Linked DNA regions of Bos taurus: region 1 is linked to region 2. Evidence: chromatin contacts called from public Hi-C data. All regions are on one chromosome and are shown on one strand. Each heading gives the region's core, a stretch centred on a gene start, on an enhancer-like site or on the middle of the called end of the contact. The rest is flanking DNA. Distances are from core to core; before and after follow the strand shown. Region 1 overlaps LRRC20 (leucine rich repeat containing 20). Region 2 holds the start of PPA1 (inorganic pyrophosphatase 1).

Evidence for each region. Hi-C and Micro-C count contacts between places; a contact is called where the count stands out from the background.
Region 1: a Hi-C map of liver shows a contact between it and region 2, with 3 times the contacts expected there. The contact joins the enhancer-like site here to the promoter of PPA1 in region 2. A contact is called at or near these places in 3 of 11 Hi-C or Micro-C datasets (liver, skeletal muscle and an unstated tissue).

The regions. Positions count from the first base shown.
Region 1 is chr28:26,568,003-26,574,272 of ARS-UCD2.0, forward strand. It overlaps LRRC20 (leucine rich repeat containing 20), which reads right to left. Exons shown (of 5, transcript NM_001100387.1): 2 at 4,547-4,691. The coding sequence starts at 4,628. Among named protein-coding and RNA genes, the nearest start is that of LRRC20, 6.5 kb to the right of the region's middle. Within about 2 kb of position 1,404, at least 43 of the 102 cell types and tissues checked have an H3K27ac peak or open chromatin away from gene starts, as enhancers often do. A contact at or near this core is called in liver and skeletal muscle, where this site is marked.
Region 2 is chr28:26,454,041-26,460,420 of ARS-UCD2.0, forward strand. PPA1 (inorganic pyrophosphatase 1) reads right to left here and starts at 2,461. Exons shown (of 11, transcript NM_001075118.1): 1 at 2,316-2,461; 2 at 1-2. The coding sequence starts at 2,379.

The sequences.
Region 1 (6,270 bases), core at 154-2,653, 110 kb after region 2:
AAAAGCTCAGGGCTGGAGCCTCACCTTTACAGACAGGAGACTGGCCCATAGTTGGGGTTAGGGTGAGATCCAGAACCCCAGCTTCCTGATTTCTGGATCAGAGCCCTTCCCATAAAACAGAGCTCCCATCTTCTTCTCAGCTCACCAACCACACTCCACTTGGTTCCAGTCCTGCCACAGCAGAGCTGACTGTACGGGCCATCAGGCTCAACAACTTACATGCATGAGCTCCTAGAGCAGTGGTACTCAGTGGAGTGGAGTTCTGCTGCCAGGGGACACTTGGTAGGGCCTGGAGACACGGCTGTCACAACTTGGGGGGAGCAGCAGAGGGGACTGCTAGCATACAGTGGGTAGAGACCAGGAAAGCTGCGGAACACCCTACAATGCACGGGTCAGCCCCCCACCAAGAATCATGCAGCCCCCAGAGTCTACAGTGCCGAGACTGAGAAACACCCACTGAGGGATATAAAGCCTTCATTTCAAATAAGTGCTGAGCCCTAAAGGGAGAAAAGCCCCCTGCTCAGGACTGTAAAGGGGAGGGGAGGATCAAGGCCAGTTCTCAGCCTCCCAGGACCCCCTGTCCAGAGAGATCAAGTCTAGAGGGGGAGTTTTAGGCAGAAGGCTTTGGGTCACCCCTCACATCACATTGTCTAGGAAAGAGAGAGGGGAGAGAAACAGGGGCTATGCCCTCCTCCCCTGGCAAACACCCCCACCCCCCGCCAGCCTGCTTCCCCAGCTGAGAGGCAAGAAGTAGAGGATGGCAGGTTTGAAGCTTCCAGCCTTCATGATAAACAGACAGGCAGTCCCGGCCAGGCTGAGGGCTGCCCTGTGAAAGCCGGCTCCCCACTCCACGCCTTCAGAGCTGACCCTCAGGACTCTCCAGGCCAGGTGACACAGCAGCGAAACACAAAACACACCCCCCTCCCCCACGAACAGCACCAGCCTCCTGGGCTCTAGGTGTCCCATAAGCCCCTCCTGGGGCAAGACAGACTGCTCCCACCACAAACCCCGGCTGCCCCCCTCCCTCGGGGGGTGTGTGTGTGTGTGTGTGTCTGCCTCCTCCTCTTGACTGGGCACTTCTGGGGCACTTGAGTCCTCCGGGGAAGGCACATATAGTACGTGCTCGTTGTGTGTTGACAAAGGAGCCAGTGGCAGTGTCTGACCCAAAGGAAGATGTTATTCTGATCTAGTGAGTACGTACGGAGTGCTTCCTGACACTGCACTTCCCCAGCACCCTTGCTCAAGAAAGGAGCTGCCAAATCAGCTGGCCACGGAGTCAGCTAGGACTGGAGACACAGAGTGTGAGCTGGCCTGGGCGGGGAAGCCCTTGTCGGGACCAGGCGCTCACACCCAGAGACAGCCTGGCCAAGTCCCGGGCTCAGCGGCCTGTCACCAGGTTGGCTGGTAAAAGGGTGCCATCTGCTGGTGAGACAGGAGAAAAGTGGCGCAAGTGTGAGTGAGCCTGGGAGGAGAGAGGGAGGGCTGGAGGGGAAGGGGGAGAAGGGTCTTGGTCTCCTCACTTGGTTATCTCACAGAAGCCAGCCTAGCCCCTCAGTTCCCTGGAGGTGGATCAAATCCATGTTCATATTCACTCTCTCTGTCTCACACACACACACACACACACACATATCTAGAGACCTACCCAGATAATACTTCCAACCCCCCAGCCAGTCCCCTACAACACGCCAGGAAAAGAAAGTTCCAGATCGTAAATATTAAGCCAGTGGTTCCCAAAATTCAAGGCAGGGAAGAATCATACAGAGTTCATGTTAACATGTAGGGCACCAAGCCCACCTTCTGATATTCCACTGTGAAAGCTCTAGAGTGGGGTCCACGCTTTGCACATAAGCAGGTATAGCCCATGGGGGCAGCCCCTTACTCCTTACCACCTAAGACATCTTAAATGGCCATGCAGATATTAGACTCTCATTATTTTCCTCCTTTCAAAGGACAAGGTCGGCTGACTGTGTTTCCAAAACAGTGTGAGAGGAGAGGCAGCCTAAGAAGGGAGGAGGGTTACTTGGGTCTTCAAGCTCTCCTCTTCCTAGCCGCCCCTCCCCACAATGGGGGCAGCGGGGGTGCACAGGAAAGGCAGGGCTGAGCTACTCAGAGCTGTGCTGAGCCTGGCTCCAGCTCTAAACAGCTGTGTCACTAGCAGGTCATTCACACCCCCAGCCTCAGCTCCAGCATGTTAAACAGGAAGCTCCTACTTCATTTCTTTTTTTCACCTTTTTGGCATGTGGGATCTTAGTTCCCCAACAAGGAATTGAACCCACACCCCCTTTTTTGGAAGACAGTCTTAAACACTGGACCACCAGGGAAGTCCCAAAACTCCTACTTCAAAAGAAATACAGCAGAGGAGACAAGGTAAATACCCTAGTGCTACAGAACATTTAGAAACACTGCATTAAAAAGTTCCACGCTCCAGTTTCTTCATCTGTAAAATGGGGATATTAATATCAGCTCTGGCTTACAGTTGTGAGAATTAAGTGAGTCAAAACCAGTAAAGTGCTGACAGCGATGCCTGGCATTTAATAACTGCTCCTACCACCTTAATGAGGGAGGTGCAATTACCACCCCCATTTTATAGATGAGGAAACCAAGGCTCCAAGAGGTAAAGCAATCTGCTAAGGGAGCAGGCTAGTGGGTGGCAGAGCGGGGGTTCAAACCCAGGCCGTATCAGTGCAGGAGAGCCTTGAGCACTCAGGTAAGTGCAACCACATGAGTGACCAGCACAGGATTCCAGAGTTCCTCTCCTGACGGCCCACAGCCCTCACCTCCCCACGCAAAAGCTCTCCCCTCCCCCACCCCACGCGGCTCTCTGCCAGGCCTCCCTCCCAAACCAAAGGCAGTCCAGGGGCTAAGACTCCACACGCCCTATGCCAGGGGCCTGGGTTTGATCCCTGGTCACTGAGCTATATCCCACATGCCACATGAATCCACATGCCACAGTGAAGACCGAAGATCCCAACTAAAAGCTGACACAGCCAAATAAACAAATACATAAATAAACTTTAATAATAAGTGAATATTTTTTTTAAAAAGCCAATGGCTATCTTCAAGTCTGTTTGCTGGCGGAGATGTTTCTCTCACTATTGTTCAGTTCAGCCAACACCACTATGTGCTTACAAAGTGCTAGACACTGCTCTGGCTCTTGGCAGGTGGGGGACAAAAGACACAGGATCTCTGCCCTCCAGGGACACTGAATGAGTGCTCCAGAGGAGGAAGGGAGCAAGGGGTGGATCAGGTAGGGCTGAGGGCTTCCTGGAAGAGGTGGTGACCAAGCACATCTTGAAGGCTGAGTATCCCTCTACTTTCTGGGCCACCACCCCCTGCCCTAAGACCCTCAGAGACACCCGGCCAAAGGCTGCTAGCAGAAAACTCCACCTTCCCAATCTCTCAGGCAGTAACTCTCTTGGAAATGCTCCTCCGTGACACAGACAGACAGACACAAGAACACACATGCCTACCTGCTGGTGAAATTCCTCTCTGTGTGCCAAAGGCCCAAATCAAATCCCAATCCAACTACTTGTACAATCATCCCCTGGGCAGGTCTACACTCACCTCCTCTGTGTTCCTGCCACACACCTGTGACTCTAAGCGGGCACTTACGTCCCAGAGGGTCACACACACAGATCACACACACACACTCTTATATATGGTGGAAAATAAATAAATATCTGAAAGTGAATGTGTTAGTCACTCAGTCGTGTCCGACTCTTCGCAACACCATGGACTGTAGCCCACCAGGCTCCTCTGTCCATGGGATTCTCCAGCCAAGAGTACTGGAGTAGATTGCCATTCCCTTCTCCAGGGGGTCTTCCTGACCCAGGGATCAAACCTAAGTCTCCTGCATTACAGGCAGATTCTTTACCATCTGAGCCACCAGAGAATCCCCAATAAATGTCTACTGAATTCAACTAAATGGGATGGTTTGTCTATATGCTTACAGCCCTAGGGTAGCTACATGGGCTAAAATGCTATGACCAGTTCAACAATATATGACATGATTCAATTAAAAAAGTGGAGTGAAAAGGGGCCTCTTGGCTGGGTGACCTGGAAAAAGCCCACTTGTCCTTCCCCCCTCCATCTCCTCATCTGAAATCTGTGGCTAGTCATGCCTGGTGGGTAACATCCATCACGGGGAGGCTGTGAAGATTCAGCAAGGTCACACTCATGAGGCACCTGTGCACGTCCTGGGGCTACTTGGAGCGTTGTCTACCATCACCTGGTCCAAGGGCACATACATATTTGCAGCTGTCAATAGTCTGAGGAAGCAGACAGGCTCCCAGCAGATGACACCCCTACTCAGGGCATTCCAAACCTCTTTGATTATGACCCATACCAAGAAACATGTCTTATGCTGGGACCCCATATATACAAACTGAGCACAACTACAATAAAGTCCATGGAACACTGCCCTTTATGCCGAAGGGTGCATACTGATTCGGTGTCTTTCACCTTCCCCTTCTATCTCATTTCCAGCCTGATTAAATAAACCACGGAGAGAGGGCCCTGCAGCTGGAAAAGCCATGCCCTCACTCACCCAGGGTGTCGGAGCCACTCTCCACGGTCTCGTTGACCTTCCTTGCAACTCTGGCCACGGCCTCACCCATCTTCCTCAGCATGCAGACGCGGGTATTCTGTCGCCAGCCACCAGGCTGGTCTGCTGCTCACAAAGGAACCTGCGCCTGGGAAGACACAGGGCCATGAACTGCCCATCCGCAATCAGCCAAGGACCCACCCTTGACCTGCCTTCCCCGGGGACCCAGGAAGTCTACAGGGAGGGCCCCAGGCCACTCACCTCCTCCTGAGGGGCCCAGAGCCCAGGCGACATCAGGCTCGGCCTTCAGAGCCGCTAATCCACCCATCAGCCCAGCCCAACCAACTTCCTTGGAGGGTTAATATGTGTGACCTCGCCAAGACCTCAACTCGTGTCCAGGCAGGTGTGAGGACTCTGGTGTATGCTGGCCTGTGACTCACTGAACTGGCAGGGCAGCGGGGAGGAGGCAGGGTGCAGCCAGGTGCACGGAGAGACACCTGTCCCTCCATCCCACAGCCTCAAAGCCCTGTCCACTTCTCCAGCTCCCAGTTCTCCTCAATCACCTTTGCCAGGCTCCTTCCGCGACCAGGAAATGGGGACACAAAATCTCTGCTGGGTCAGACCTCACCGTTTGGAGAGTGGGTAGTCTCTAAGAATTCCCTCCCCCATGAGACAGTAAGGAGGGAAGGTTACAGTTTTAGTCACAGACCTAATTGTCACCCTGATGCTGAGTTTATCGGCAAGACCCCAGGGGAAAAGAAAGTAGGGGCAGGAAAATGAGAGAAAGGAGACTGGATCACTGGAGAGAAGAGGCTTAAAGAAGGGTGAGGATGGGATTTCCCTGGTGGTCCAGTAGTTAATACACCATGCTTCCACTGCAGTGGGTGTGGGTTTGATCCCTGGTCTGGGAATTAAGATCCCCCATGCTGTGTGGCAGAGCCAAAAAAAAAAAAAAAGATGAGGACATAATCAAAATGAAGACATAAGGGACTTAGAAAATGCCTCCAACTCCTTTTTATTACAGAGAAGGAAACTGAGGCAGAGAGAAGGACTCAAGGAACCTGGCCAAAGTCAAACAAAGTAAGTAGATGGCAATAATCTAACTGAAGTCCATATCCAGTGCTCTCTTCCTTACAAAAGTCACCTACATGGCCAGAAGCAGCACCTCATGGAGAAAATGAATTTGAGGCCAAGGTCACTGCCCTTTTTTGCTCCTGACTCCCAATCCCAGATCCACAGACAGCTCAAGGAGCTCTAATGAACACATCTGAGAGTCAAAGATAGGACAATGTGAAGGGCAGAGAGAAGGGGGTGAGGGTCCTGCTCAGAGCTGCCAACAGATACCAAGGAAAAGTCCACATGAGCTCAACTGGACAGGGAGGCCCAGTCAAGCCCACTCAGCTGCTCAGGGAGAGTCAGTGATGAGCTCAGTGTGTGCTTGCATCTCGCCAAGGATACACACAGGCCTAATGCCCAGCTCTGGCGTTTCTTAGTTGAGAAGCCTTGGGAAAGATTCTTAACTACTCCAAGCCCCAGTTTCTTCATCTGAGTAAGAGCTCTAGTAATACCTACCACCCTGGGTTCAAATGAGGACTGAACAAAAAATACATACCTTTCTAGATCAGGGCTCAGGACACGTAAGTTACTTCCTAAATGCTAGCTGAAAGGATGAAGCAGGACACATGCAGACATGACACCAGCACCTAATCCCAGTTAAATATCCATAT
Region 2 (6,380 bases), core at 1,211-3,710:
TTCTGCAAAATCAATTAGAAAATATTACTCTTATTTGTTAATTACATTTCCAGATGCATGAAGTACACGTTTTTCAAGACTTTTTTTAAGAGAACGTTTAGATTTACAACAAAGTTGAGAAAAAGGTATAGAGATATCCCACATACCCTCTCCTCCCCATATCAACACCACTCGCCAGATTTTATTCCCACCCCAGAGAAACTGGTTTTATACTTGACTGCTCCAAGACCAGGTTAGGTTTTCATTCTACTTGTTCCTTAGGAGTCTAGAAGATACTAACCTCTGGTGAGGGTGGGGACTGCTTTACAAACCTGTGTACCCCAGAGCCTGTCTGCAGTGTCTGGTGTACAAAAGGCAAGCAAGCTGTTTGACCTTACATCAGTTAACAGAGCTAAGGACATAACCTGGGTAAACCGTGTTGCTTTAAGTGGTGTTTCCAGGGAGACAGAGCCATCTGAGATCATAATTTTTCTTAAGGATAATCTAGTTGTAACTCACTTTAACAGGCAATTTCTGTATTCTAGAGAACTAGCTACCATATCCAAAAACTACTTCTAAAACTTCCTCACTATTCTTTAGGAAACTTAAGGCTTAGTCTACATTGCATTCCTTCATGATTAAAAATCAAGGTGGAATAGGAAAAATTGAGCAGTGACCATCCCCATGACCCTTCAGAGTCAACAGTGATTTGTGGTCCAACCCACCATCAGTTTTTAAAAGATTGGCAGATTAACATTATAGAGGTAAAAGCTTCTCTTATTAAAGAAGGATGCTAAGAAGTCTATAATCTTTTTAAATTAAAATTATATAGTACTCACTGCTGCTGCTGCTAAGTCTCTTCAGTCATGTCTGACTCTGCGAGACCCCATAGATGGCAGCCCACGAGGCTACCCCGTCCCTGGGATTCTCCAGGCAAGAACACTGGAGTGGGTTGCCATTTCCTTCTCCAATGCATCACTACCTATGCATAATCTGAGTAAAAATTGTTTTTCTTTTGTAAATATAACTTGAAAACGATTACCGTAATCATCCCCAAACCTTCCAACTAGAGTCACTTCTCTAAGTCCCTCCCTACAGAGAAATTGTGGAGCCAACACTAACTCCAGAAAAACTGCTCAGTGAATTATTTGTCAAAGGTTTCTGCACTGCCTTCGTTGCTGAATCCTGAAATTCATAAAATGGGTGGGGGAGGTCCCACACCTTTTTTCGATTTTAAATGGCAGTCTAAACTTCAACTAGTTGTGTAACTTTACTGCTCACTTTCTTTTTCCTCTAACACCAGGCTACTTTAGGCTAGGAGCTTTGTTCTTTCAGTATTAACCATGTATACTCTCTTCCCGTCTCTTTACTGCTCTTCATACCCAGAACTCATAGAACTCACGGCACCTGCCCATTTCCTTTGGAACAAAATAGTGAAGCAGTTAAAACAGAAACTCCTCCGTTATCTCTAATAATCTTGGCAGGGTGGAAGGGGGGGGGGTGGTAAGAAGATAAAGATAAACAAAAGATAGCTTTCCCCCACCTAGGAGGCTAAAGGAAAGCAGAGCCTACAGCCTTTAAGTGCAGACTTTGGGTGGGTACCCCTTACACGCGATCCCACGGCCCAGGGGCCAAAACTTGGCACTTTCTTACTCATGCTTGCCCGACTGACGTCACCTGTTTGACGGGAGGGGAACAGCTTTCTGTTTCATAAGGCATCTTTCCAGCATCAGGGCTATGGGAAACCAAGCGTCAGGGAGACAGAAGCGCCACTGGGACCTCAGAGGGACCGGTCCAGTACTCTACTGACCGCTCCTGATCCGGGCCTCAGTTTCCCCGTCTGTAGGACGTGGGCCTGGACTTGACCCCTCCAGGTCCCCACAATCTGAGCTACAGTGGAGGAATTAAGGTCTTAGGATGTCTCCACCATCACCTCCTCTCCCCCACCCCGTTCTTCCGAATTGAATAATCCTCTTACGGGCATTAGCTTAGCCCAAGACACCTTATTTAGGGTGGCTCAGTGATTTCCTTTTCCCATCAGACACTGCCTGAGCCGGACACCTGCGAAATTAGCCTAGCGCAGGTTCAGGTCCAATCGGGCGTGTGAAAGGGGAACGCCTATCCACGCCTATCCGACGCGCGAGCGGGACGTGTGAAATGCGAGCCAGGCCCTCCCAGACCCGCCGCCCAGGTCCCCGGGACAGGAGGAGGAGGCCGGCCGGCGCCCGGGACAGCGAGCCGAGCGCGGGCCGCAACTGCTGGAGCCGGAGCCGAAGCGAGGCCCGGGAATGAATGGGCGGGCTGGCAGGGAGGGGCCGTGGGCCTCCGACACTCACTGAGGAAGACTCGGTACTCGAGGGTGAAGGGCGCCGCGCGCTCCTCGCTGCTGAAGCCGCTCATCGTGCCGGGGAACAGCCGCCGCCGCCGCCGCCGCCGCCGCTATTGCTACAGAGCCACACGCCTGCACGCGGCGCCGACTGACAAGAAATGAGCTCCGCGCCTGCGCACTGCAGAGACTGGCACGGCTAGCAGGGCGGGGAGCCGCCTTTAACGCCGCGGGCGCGCTCGAGCCCACCCCGTGCGCAGGCGCACTTCGTAAGGCGAGTCCCGGCGCCCTAGCTCCACCCCCTCGGGCCGCGCCTCCGCTGACCAGCGCTCAGCTCGCAGGCTGGGCCACGTGGCTGGCGGCCGGCTTTGGCCGTGATCCTTCTGACCTGGCGGGCTTTGTGCATCTGACCCAGAAGGGTAACCAGTTCTCAGCTTGGACCACCTAAGAATTGACTGTCGACATCTCGCGCACACTGGGAGCTCACCTTTGACTCACACAGCCTTCTCCGCAGGATAATTCCTTATCTCAAAAGAAGTTTAATAGGAGTCAGCTGCTTTACCTGACGATCTGTGCCAGTTTTCTGATCCGTTTAAGCAAAGTTAAGGCATATTACTGACACCAAGCTGTAATGGCTCCCAGCTAGGTAGGAGCTCCATCACTTTCTAGCGTGTGACATCGAGCAAATTGCTGTTAACCTCTCAGTTTCTCACCTGGGAAATGGAGCTGGTCAGAGTAAAGATTTCAGAGGTTGCAGGGATGATGAACCGAGCTGATGGACGTGAAGATCCGTCCATCAAGGGAGGAACATCCCTAGATGTCCAGTGATTAAGACTGCCCTTCTACTGAAAGGGGCGCGGATTCGATCCCACGTGCCACGTGGTGTGGCCAAAAAAATTGCAAATGAGGAAAAGAAAGGAAGAGCTGGCTTGTAAGCACTCAGGAAGTGTAACTTTTTATTCCCACCCTTATCTGCAGAGGATTAAGTCTGCACCCTCTGCTTGGGCAACACTTCCCACTCCCTTAGGACTTCAAATGGAAGCATTGGAAAAGTCCAGGCCTGAACTCAGAGTCCCTTGAGGACATTTCTCTCAGGCACAAGCTCTTTGAAGCTTATTTTTATACCACTGTTTCATGGTGTTAGGCCAGCCCCCAAAAGCTGAAGTCTGATTGACGTTATGGGCAGATAATTTACATCACTTACATCCCCAGTTCTGTATGTTGGGTTTTTCATGTAAATTTCAAAATCCTCAAACTAAGCTTTCACTTTCCTGCATTGGAGAAGGAAATGGCAACCCACTCCAGTGTTCTTGCCTGGAGAATCCCAGGGACGGGGAAGCCTGGTGGCCTGCCATCTATGGGGTCACACAGAGTCGGACACGACTGACGAGACTTAGCAGCAGCAGCAAGCAATAATTCACTAATTTGATTACAAAGTTATTTCAGAGAATGCCTAGTTTTATTTAAAATTTTTGATGGGTTGGGCCTCTTTAAATAATCTTGATTTTCTAGGCCATAAAAGATAATGTGCCTCAAAGATATTTTGATATAAACTCTTTTTCCCCCAAAAAACAATGTCTAATATGTAAAATGAGATGTTCCCTGTATTAAATGAAAACCTAGCAAGTTAATTTTCCAGGTACTGGGAGTATCCTTCCCTTGTCTCCATCCAAACTCTCATTAATCTTCAGAAAGCCATGACTCAGCGACCTTTTAAACACTACACCACACAGCTTTACCGTAATTGGAACACAAGGGCAGGAAAAAGAAAGTAGTAGGGCAGTAGTTCAATCAGTAATGCAACACGTTACTGAAAGCTAAAGGTATCTCTGCCCAGTGAACACTAAGTAGGCTCGCCTTCAGAAAGTTTCTTAAAAGGGTGTGGAAATTGAACTGCGGTGTCAGTTTTCTACCTGTAAGCAGGTGGAGCTAGTTTTCTTAGAAAAACCCCAGAATCTCATGTGTAACTGACGTGTGAACAGATAGAAATGATGCAATAGTGTGCCACATGCACTTTCCCTTTTGCTTCCTGCTACTAAGAGCAAGAAAATAAAGTCTTGCTGACCTCTGGACTTGCACACTAGCTCTTGTTTCATTGAATGTCCTGGGAGAGCCAATCAGTACTCAACCCCAGTAAAAAGCCAAATCCTGCCTTTGCTCGGGCACAAGTCAGTGCTGTATAACTTGCTCTTGCAGGCAGGTGCGGTGAGCCCACAGGCCCTTTGGACCTTGTTCTCTTTCTCATATCTCTCTGGAGCCGAGTACAGTACCTGGCCTAGAGTAGGTGTTTAATGACTCCTTGCCAGAACAATTGGTAGAGGAGTTGATGAAAAGGAGAGCAAAAATACCTTCTTAAGTATAATAGTTTGACAAAGGATGAACCCAGCTGTTCTCAAATGTTGTCTCTCTTACTCTGTAACTGGATCCAATGGTGCTTTTTAGTCCATATCCTGCACCTCCAACTTCCTGATGCCCTCTCTCTTCCTTGGCTTTATGACTGCATTTTCTTCTGACATCCCTCCTGCTTCTCTGGCCACTCCTTTCTCATTCTCCCCTTTAGCCATCTCTTCATCTGGATCATCACTATTTTTCTAACTTCTCATGTTCTTTCTCTCTAGAGATGCCCTCTCCCTAGGTTATCTCATGTATATGTTTGGTGTTAACTACCACCTATAGGTCCTATAGCAGGAAAACTTTCAAATTTATAACTACGTTTTCTTTAACACTCGTGACTGTTGTCGCTGCTAGGGGGTAGGGTTGTAGTGCTTCAAAAGACATGGTTGTGGGCCCCACAGAACTTATAGTCTGAAGGGAAGACAGACTTCAACAAATACGTGCAATAAGTTTGGATAAGTAGAGGGTGTTCCCTGGTGACCTAGTGGTTGGAATTCCAGGCTTTCACTGCCATGGCCCAGGTTCAATCTGTGGTCGGGGAACTTATTAATAGATCCCACAAGCTGTGGGGGCAAGGCCAAAAAAGAAAAAAGGTTTGGATAAGCAGAGTGATAAAGGAAGTACAAGGATTTGCATTATAGGAGCAGGGAAACTTTTCAAAGAAATGATCCTTAATCCATGACCTAAAAGATAAGAGGTGGTTAATAAAGCAAAAAGGAGAAGATAGAAGCCAGGAAGAGTGTATTAAGAGGTGAAACCAGAGAAGAGGTCAAAGTTAAGTGACAGAGGGCCTTGGGAGGCATGATACAAGGATTGGACTTTTTCTGAAGGACCAATGAAAAACCTGTAAGTGTTTTTAGCAGGAAAGTGACATGATCAGAATTGCCTTTAAAAGTAGCTCTGGGGACTTCCCTAGTGGTCCAGTGGTTAAGAATTCCCCTTGCAATGCAGGGGATTCTGGTTCCATCCCTGGTTGGGGAACTAAGATCCTACATGCTGTGGAGCAACTAAGCCCAAGCACCACAACTACAGTCTGTGCGCCTCAGTGAAAGATCTATATGACACAGCAAAGATCCCGCATGCCACAACTAAGACCCAGAGCAGCCAAATAAGTAAATAAAACACACACACAAAAGTTTGTAAGTGGCTCTGTTAGGAGCCTGAAGCCTGGATTCAAGTTTAGCAAGAACAGGCAGAGAGAACCATGAGAAGTCTGTTGCAGTGACCCAGGTAATAGGTGGTGGTACCCTGGACTTGGGTGGCAAAAGAGATGAGTAATTACAGAGCTGTGTTCAACGTAGATTCAGTGGAAGTGATCACTGGCTGGACAGAGTGGAAGATGAGCAAGATGGATTTGAGGACGATTTCTAGGTTTCTGGCTGCAACAGCTGGTTGAATGGTGTGTCATTTACTGAGATAGTTTGGTTAGGATGGAGGGTAAGAAAAATGATGACTTTAGTTTTGAATATTATAGGAAACACTGCTAGTTTCTGCCCAATAACCATATCACCTTCTCTTTTCTAAAAGAATCCTAAGTTTGTTCAGGAATCTATTCCTCTATGCATACCTTTGCTTCAGGGCAGCCAGCCCCTCCACTGTCTTCAAGAAATGCATTTTATTTTTATGTTTTTTTTAATTGAAGCATAGTAGATTTGCAACATAGTATTAGTTTCAGGTGTAC